3 separate regions of the Mus musculus genome follow, and all the other regions are linked to region 3. A link is a contact called in public HiChIP or PLAC-seq and Micro-C data. All regions are on one chromosome and are shown on one strand. The core of a region is the stretch at or near the end of the contact, and the rest is flanking DNA. Distances in the headings are between cores, read along the strand shown.

The links. Hi-C and Micro-C count contacts between places; a contact is called where the count stands out from the background. HiChIP or PLAC-seq counts read pairs in DNA pulled down with a chosen protein or histone mark.
Region 1: a contact with region 3 is called in a Micro-C map of granulosa cells, with 2.1 times the contacts expected there. The contact joins two enhancer-like sites. A contact is called at or near these places in 1 of 484 Hi-C or Micro-C datasets (granulosa cells) and 1 of 115 datasets of contacts at active chromatin or transcription factors (pancreatic cancer cells).
Region 2: a contact with region 3 is called in a FOXA1 HiChIP or PLAC-seq map of pancreatic cancer cells. The contact joins two enhancer-like sites. A contact is called at or near these places in 1 of 39 promoter capture datasets (stem cell-derived epiblast-like cells), 10 of 484 Hi-C or Micro-C datasets (the N1E-115 cell line and embryonic stem cells), 5 of 115 datasets of contacts at active chromatin or transcription factors (embryonic stem cells and pancreatic cancer cells) and 1 of 9 other capture datasets (embryonic stem cells).

Annotation. Positions count from the first base shown.
Region 1 is chr6:134,204,897-134,207,715 of GRCm38.p6, forward strand. All of the region lies in intron 2 of Etv6 (ets variant 6), which reads left to right. Among named protein-coding and RNA genes, the nearest start is that of Gm38908, 17 kb to the right of the region's middle. Within about 2 kb of position 1,540, at least 66 of the 459 cell types and tissues checked have an H3K27ac peak or open chromatin away from gene starts, as enhancers often do. A contact at or near this core is called in granulosa cells and pancreatic cancer cells, where this site is marked.
Region 2 is chr6:134,250,860-134,253,559 of GRCm38.p6, forward strand. All of the region lies in intron 5 of Etv6 (ets variant 6), which reads left to right. Among named protein-coding and RNA genes, the nearest start is that of Gm17089, 3.4 kb to the left of the region's middle. Within about 2 kb of position 1,337, at least 32 of the 459 cell types and tissues checked have an H3K27ac peak or open chromatin away from gene starts, as enhancers often do. A contact at or near this core is called in pancreatic cancer cells, where this site is marked.
Region 3 is chr6:134,613,733-134,616,512 of GRCm38.p6, forward strand. All of the region lies in intron 3 of Mansc1 (MANSC domain containing 1), which reads right to left. Among named protein-coding and RNA genes, the nearest start is that of Gm38910, 7.1 kb to the left of the region's middle. Within about 2 kb of position 1,444, at least 70 of the 459 cell types and tissues checked have an H3K27ac peak or open chromatin away from gene starts, as enhancers often do. A contact at or near this core is called in granulosa cells and pancreatic cancer cells, where this site is marked.

The DNA of each region.
Region 1 (2,819 bases), core at 290-2,789, 410 kb before region 3:
GTTATTTGCGCGCAGACACCATGTTTTCTGTCTCATCAGTCCCACCAGGATCTCTGCACTCTAGCTAGCCTCACTGCCTGCCAGTGCTCAGCGGGCTCTCCCCAGCTCTGTCCTTGGCCTTGGCTCACCTTACTGCCTCCTCTATCTCAGTGCAAGTGGGCTTCACTACCTGAACCCAGAGGGTCTTCTCCTGAGTTCTTGCTCCACAGCAGAACTCCCCCGCTGCCTAACCCCATTCTCCCTCTGTAGTCAGCCTTGTCATTTGCACCTAGCTCTCTCCATCGTCCAAGAAACCTGTCTGGATTCCACGGTGCCCGTTGCCATCTCACACAGCCGCATGTTTCCGCTTTCCTCATTTCCCACTCACTCCTCAGATAGTTGTAGCTGTGTCCTCTGCTGATTCTAGTCACCAAAGGCTAGATGCATGGAGCACGCATACCCAGTTCCTCTTTGTCTTGACGCTCCTCTCTGACTCCTGCCTGCGGTTTACTCTGCCTTGACGTATAACTCCACTCTCCTCCGACTTGTCTCCTGCTATCTTCTTCTCTACCTACCAGAGCCTTCTCCTGGATGTACTCCTTAGACCCAAATCACAAGCATGATGGCAGCACTCTGGCTTAGGGAGCATTCACACACCTGATCTTGGCTGACGTCACATTAGCCAGGAGAGGAAGCAGAATGGACAAGATTATTCCTATTTCCTGGTAAGGACCAGGAAGGGAAGGAGATAAGTGACTTCCTGTAAAGTCACCTAATTAGTAAGAACTTGGGCCAGCTTTTAGCTCTGAATACACCTTTTATATATAGCTCACTCCCTAAATGTTTTCTTGGGGGAAACCCATCTATTATAATGGCGTTGGCAATCAGTATGATGGAGACAACCCAAAACTGACTGTATCTATGACTCAGGTCTATGACTAGGCAAGGACACACACTGATATGACTGCCTTCTTTACTGGATGTCAACAGAAAAAGGACAAATCTTTCCACATCCCTCCCCCCAGTCCCCATGGCCTGGCATAGAAAACTCTAGAAGCCTGGGTTCTGTCATCAGCTGCTTCCTTCCCACTGAGTTCCTGCTCTGCTTTCATCTCCTCTTCCACTGTGATACCTTGAGTCCACCCCTTCTTCGTTCCTTCTGTTTCCGTTCATGTTAACAAAGTCTGTCATCTCTGTTTCTGCAGGAGCCTCTTAGCTGCTCGCTCTCCTCCTCGTAGCAGCCTTGCCCTGATGTGATTCATTCTCCCCTGCATATCTGGAACGATCCTTTGAAACAATATCTGATTATGTTACTCCCTCCTTTAACATCCGTCAGTGACTCCACGTAGCCTTAGGATAAAGTCTAAACTCAGGACAGCAGACAAGGCTCTTCTTAATAATGGCCACTGTGTCTCAAGTTCTCAATCCATGCCAGGTTCTGTTGTGCTCTGAGAGCTTTATACATATCCCATGGCTCCCTGATGAAGGTCAGTTACTGTCCCAATTTTATCATTGAGGGAACTGAGGCCCACGTGAGCGTGTACCTTGCCAAAGGTCATGCAGCTCGCTAGCAGGTTGAGGAGCCAAGATTTAAGCCCCAGAACACCTGGCTCAGGACCTCACTCCTGACCAATGTGCTACCCTGCCTCCTTTGTATGGGATAATTTCTCATTCATTCAGAAATATTTGTTGAGTCTCTGAAGTGAGTCAGAAACTGCTTGAGGCATTGGAGGTGTAGCGGGGAGGAAAGCAGAGGCTGCCTACATTCTGGCGAAGACTAATAAACAAGACAAGGCTCAGGAGATGGCTCAGTAGGCAAAGTACCTGCTGTACAGCATCCAAACATGAGGATCTGAGTTTATATCCCTAGCACCCATGACGGGGAAGGCATGAGAGAGAACATGAAGGCAGAGACAGATTCCCTAAGGTTCACCAGCCAGTCAGGCGCAGGAAAGACCTCGTCTCTAAATAAGGTGGAGAATGATAGTGACTGATGGAAAAACCTGATATCTAACTGACTCCACACACAGTGAATAACCAACCAAACAAGACAAGCAGTGGAACTGCTAGAAAGAGAAATTAATGGAATAATTAATGCAAGAAGAGAAGGAGAAGTCAGAGAATACAGGCTGGCTGTTTTGGATGGAAAGTTAAGAGCTTAAAGGAAGTGAGAGAGTCCCAAAGGAGTCGCCAGTACAAAGGCCCTGGGATAGGACTCTGTCTGGTGTGGGCATCAGTAGAACCAAAGCAGAGGGAGGCAGGCAGGAGGAGGCAGGCAGGAGGAGGGGTGGGGTCAGAGCATGTCAGGCTGCAATCATTTGGACGTGAACTCTGAGTGACATAGAGGAGCAGTACCTTTACACATGGGGCTTCTCTGCAGCTCTTCTGAGAACAGACTACAGGGGGACGTTGATGGAAGCTGGGAGACGAGTTTGGGTCTATGAGAGAGCCAACAGTGCCTGGGACGAGGATGGAAGGAAGCAACGGGAATGAAGGAAGCTGTTGGATCTGTATTCGGAATAAAGGCAGAGCCAACAGTATTTGCCAACAGACTGGAAAGGCACGTAGCAGAGAGTAGAAGGTTGCCTTAAAGCAAAGGGACCTTGGCCACTGACAGCATGGGCTTGGCCTTCTCTGAGACTGGGCCACGGGTGACGGTGAGTGCTTGTCTAGACGTACATTCAAGATAGATGATGTTCAATGAACTGTAGTGACAGCACGGAGACATCACCTCCCACCCTACCCTTTCAAAACACACACACACATACACACACACACACACACACACACGCATGCACGCACGCATCTTGTGTAACAACTGTCATACTGCTTGGTTTCCC
Region 2 (2,700 bases), core at 87-2,586, 360 kb before region 3:
TGGGTCATTTGTACAGGGGGAACCACAAGAGAGATCCAGCCCTGAAGACACCAAGGCTTTCCCCAAGGTCAGAGGAGGGTTTGGTGTCACTCGGCTGTTGTCTGCAGTGCTTCTCTTGAGGGTATAGCTTGCTTCCTTCCTTCCTTGTCAAGGTCGTCCATGTCCACTGTCATTTCACCGCAGACTTCTTGAGAATCTTAAGATAAGCATATAGGTCCAGAAAGAAAACCTGCATGAGAGAAGGAAGAGGGAGAAGGAAAGGGAGGAGGAGAGGAGGGAGGAGGACTGAAGGAATTATGTAGACATACAGCACTATCTTCCCCTTGTAAGTTGCACATCTGTTTCATCGATTCTACCACTACTTTTAAAACCATATACCCCAAAAACAGCAGTAGATGGAGGAGGCTCAACACTTCAGATGCAACTGGAGGTAAATATCATATTGAGCAATTTTAGTCGGTCCCACAAAGGCAAATTAGCACATTTATCTCTCATTGGTGGGTCTTAGATTTTATGGAGATGCTCAAGCTCATACAGGTACAGGTATGAAAAATGTAAGAAACTGTAGGGTAACAAAGGAAATGAGCAGGAAGGGGGAGGGAAAGAAAAGGGAGGCGCGTGGTATGGCCGACTGCTCAAGCACATTTTATACTTGTGTGAAAGAGTCTTTATGTAACCCGGTGCCATACAGATACAGGAAGCCTGGTGGAATGTTCAGCCAGTCCAGTGACGACTCGGTCTCCACAGGTGCCTTGAGAACACTTAGAGAGAGCTAGTGTGTGCTTTTCCTTGCCTCTAAGAAGGCAGAGTGTTCTAGATGATTATACCCGGGTCAGATCTTCTGGGGACAATGCATTCATTCCTACGGGATGATTGAGTCCCATACAAATATATATTAATGTTCTTATGATCTTTGTAAATGTTGTAAAATCCCTAAATATATACATTACCTAATGCACTCAAATTCCAGATGAGCCCATTTAACTGTCAAGCATTGCTTTTTTACAGAGGTGAAATGCTGGGGTCATGGTCAGGTTGGGTGGTCGTTCAGGTCCCTTCCTGCTCTGCAAGTCCACAATCTAACAGTGAGTCTTGATTCTACAGCCCTCTGCGGAGGTGATTCATAGCCCCACACTCCTTTGGCCCCTTTGGAGGACCCTCTACTCTTCCCTCCCCCAACCCTCTGTCTTTCTGGGCTCCTAAGATCTTAGTAAAAGTGATTCTGTTTGTTGAAGGTCAAATTCTGTGAGTCACTGCTGTTTACACTGTAAGGTTCTGTCTAGTGAGCAGCCGTAGATGCTTTTAAATCTCTGCAAAGAGGCTGTTAGATGCGAAAACGTAGTTCCTTGAAGCCCTTTAATTGAGCACAGGAAGAAATGAAAGTGCCACCAAATGTCACACTGATGAGTAACTCCGCTGGAGGGTGTGGACAGAAACACTGCTTACCAGTGTAGAGCAAAACACAAGCCCAGATCCTTGCCATTCACGGGGGGTTGGCTTGGGTATAGGAGGATTTAGGTGTTCAGACACCTAAGAGGAGTCTGCACTGTATTCTTGCAGGGTGGGAGTTCACGAAAACGTAAGACTCAAATCTTTGGCATGAAAGAGCTGAGGTTAACTATAAAAGCAAAGCGCATGGTGTACAGCTCTCTTAGGACTGCCACTAAGTACCACAGGAGGTCAGGGCTGCCTTTCAGATGGGCTTAAAAGAATGCTTAAGGAATGGGGTGTGGGGAGTCTGCCTTTAATCCCAGCACTTGGGAGGCAGAAGCAGGCACATCTCTGTGGGTCCAAGGCCAGCCTGTTTTACAGAATGAAACCTTGCTTCAACATAAATATTTTTTAATAATGTATTTACTTCTATTTTATGTACATTGGTATTTTGCCTGCATGTACATCCGTGTGAGTGTATCAGATGCCCTGGAACTGGAGTTGCAGACAGTTGTGAGCTGCCATGTGGGTGCTGGGAATTGAACCCAGGTCCTCTGGAGGAACAGCCAGTCCTCTTAACCATTGAGCCATCTCTCCAAGCCTAAAATGAACATTTTTAATAAGTAAGTAAATAAATAAATAAATAAATAAATAAATAAATAAATAAATAAATAAATAAATAAAAAATAATGCTCAGAATCTGGGGAGTAAAGAAAAAGCTTACCAGTGTAGAGCAAAACACAAGCCCAGGTGGAGAAAATTCAGGCACAGACGTAAGAAGCTATAAAGACACGCATGTTCTTGTCTGTTCCTAGTAGAGATACAAGGCCAAGAGCTTGTCTCTCCGAGTCAACTAAAAAATTATTTTTCATAAACTCTTCTTTTCCCATCTCTGAAAAAAAACTAATGAATCATGCAAATAAAAGATCACATAAACTCTAACAATTTACCCTTGGTCTTAACCATATGGGAAAACTAATTTAATAGGAAAATTCAGTTAATGATTAGCAGCTTAAATACAGATTAAATACAAGTTAAGTCTATTTAAATATAACATGTTTTAATTTTACTTTGCAAATTAGAAAGAGGTCTTGGAAATTGTCCTCTGGATAAACATCAGGCTGTTTGTGTTGGAGTCCTTTCTTAGGACTGAGTGAGTTCAGTAGAAGCGACTTTTACAGGGAATGGAACTGAGAGTCACCTACATCGGTAATGCAGCCTCAAGCCTGTGTCCCCATCCCACCCCAAATACTTCTACCCAGAGACGTC
Region 3 (2,780 bases), core at 194-2,693:
ACTGCTCTTCAATCAAGTTTTACTGGTGCCCAATGTGTTCATTTATTGATATGGTCACCATGGCAGCTTTTATACAATAAAGGTCAATGGTGAATAGATATAACTGGTTGCACACAGCCAGAGCGCTTCAACCCAGGCCTCCAAAACCTAAGAACTATTTGACATCAAGACAGAAAAGCTGCCCGACATATGCTCTAGGCTACCTCGCTCTATTCTAAAATGGAAGTAGGGGCTGGGTGTTGTAGTGATGCCATTAATACCAGCACTTGGGAAGTAGAAGGGTCAAGAATTTACTTACAGTCACCCTCAGCTACATAATGAGTTCAAGGCCAGCCTGGTTTACATAGACTGTCTCAAACCACTTCACTTCCCCCCCCCACAAAAATCTGGATATTTGAGCTTCCTTTTTCCTCTGACAATTCCTTTTTCCTCTTTCTCAACATATATATGTATATATGTGTGTGTAACTTCATATATGTGTATATATGTGTGTGTGTAACTTCATATGTGTGTGTATCTTCATATATGTGTATATGTGTGTGTGTAACTACTACAGGTGATGTCACATTCATACCATCTGTATCATAAGGTATTTAGTAAGAATGAGGACTCAGGGCTGGGAGTGTAGCTTATAGTATGTATGGGCCCCAGGGAGGATGCACACAAAAGAAACAAATATACCTCAACATGTTTCATTTTTAAAAGGGGGGAGGGGCATCAGCTAGATGGCCCAGCAGGGCTGCCAAGCCTGGCCTGAAAGGCCTGAGTTCAGTCCCCTGGACCGATCTGATAGGAGAGAACGGACTCCCACAAGTTGTCCTCTGACCTCTACACTATCACTATCACTATGGTGAGCACAGCTCTGCACACTCACACACTAAATAAATAAAGTGTTATAATAAAACACTTAAATATTATTCTAAAATAAAAAACGAGAGAGAGAGAGAGAGCGCAAGACCATTTAGCTAACTGACCTGAGGTCTGTTTGATACTGTAAGTTAGCTATATCCATTGACAAGAACGACCGAAACAGCTGTTTGCTTTCTCAGACCTGTGACCTCAGCTGTAATAAAAAGCAAGCACCAGTCCGGTCTGATAAGATACAAATGTTGGCAAAAAGCCTAGAACCTCACAGAACCCTTCACACCTGCTCCTCCCACCTCGCCCACTGCTGTTTGCACTGGGCGGGGCTTCTCTCTGGGGCTTGGGAAACAGCCCTGGGCCTTAAACGTCTTTAGAGTTTCGTTTTTCAAGGGATTTTGCTGAGTTAAAAAAAAAAAAAAAAAAAAAAAAAAAAGAACCAGAGGCTATTGCTTGGAAACCAGCTAAGCAAATAGATTTCCAATTTATTGGATTTCTGAATTCTCCCATTCTTACAGAGCTTGGTAGAAAGATATATTGCAAAACTATTAAAGACAGATGAATGCGAAGCTGCAGTGCGTTTATAGCCCGAGCAGAGTCCACTGTCATCTTTCAAAGTGTCAGTCTGTAAATATTAGTCAGCTGGTTACAGGAAATAAAATTCCTTCAGAAACAAACCACCGAACAGATATTTACATTTCAGTTCAGTTCAAACAGGATAATTTATGATCAGTGGAAGAACTCAACCCGCAAACGCGATAGATTTATAAATTGAATTAAGAACATAACTTGTATACATCCTGTAGGAATGAATACACTGTCCTCCGCATGTGACCAGGATCGGGTGTCACTGCCAAGAACCACCCATCCTTCAACCTGCTCTGTGCTCATGATGCCCCCTGGTGGCTGCCAGCAGAACAGCTTGATTCCAGATCTACCTTCTTATTCTTATCCTTACAAAGTTCCTACACAGACCCACTTCCCTTTCCTCTCATCTCCACTGGCCAGCAGCTTTATCTTGTATTTCTTCTTTCATACACTATAAATCCATCAACTCTACAGAAATATTATGGAAATTGGGAAAGTTAATCTTCAATTGTAATTTATATCACCATGGCAGATCATTCAAACAATCTGTGCTCTGTGCACCCATTTCAGGAAGTGTTTGGCACACTGGATTTCCCTGGTTCTGGAACAAAATTCAGGCATCCCTTCTCCCCCACTCAGGAGACAAAGCACACACCCAGGTGCTCCAGACAGTTCATCCCACAAAGTACCTCAATTTAACAGGCAAGAAGGGGAACACTTTACTCTATTCTACTTCCTGACTCTAACATTACTGTCCTTCAGATCAGCCAGTTCGCAAATGGTGGCCCCACCTGTCAGATGTGCTATTCAAAAACTAAACCTCAGCCTCCTTGTGTCCATTTTCCTGGCTACCAGCAAGCCTTGGAATCTTACCTCCTTCTATCTCCTTTAATCTCCCTGGACATCTTCTGCCTATATCTTACTTCCCAAGGAACCAGTTTTTCCATTTTCCTACCTCCTGTGGCCTCAGAGTAGTTCTAAAAGGAGACACCGGTGGGCTCTAAGAAGTCTCCTTAAAGACATACTGGAAGCACACAGCCTGAGTCTCAACACTCTAGAGACAGAGGTAGGCAGAGCTCTCTGAGGTCAAGACCAGGCTAGACTACATGGCAAACCTGGCAACCTGAGATCTGAGCAAGATACCCAGAATGCACACAGAGGCGGAAAGAGAAGTCCAAGTCCATAAGGCTCTCTCTGTCCTCCACACATGCCAGGTCATGTGCACACACACACACACACACACACACACACACACACACGCACACACACATACATAGTAACAGGAATTTTTTTAAAAGACACCATGGAGCATGGCTACCCCAAAACTTCCC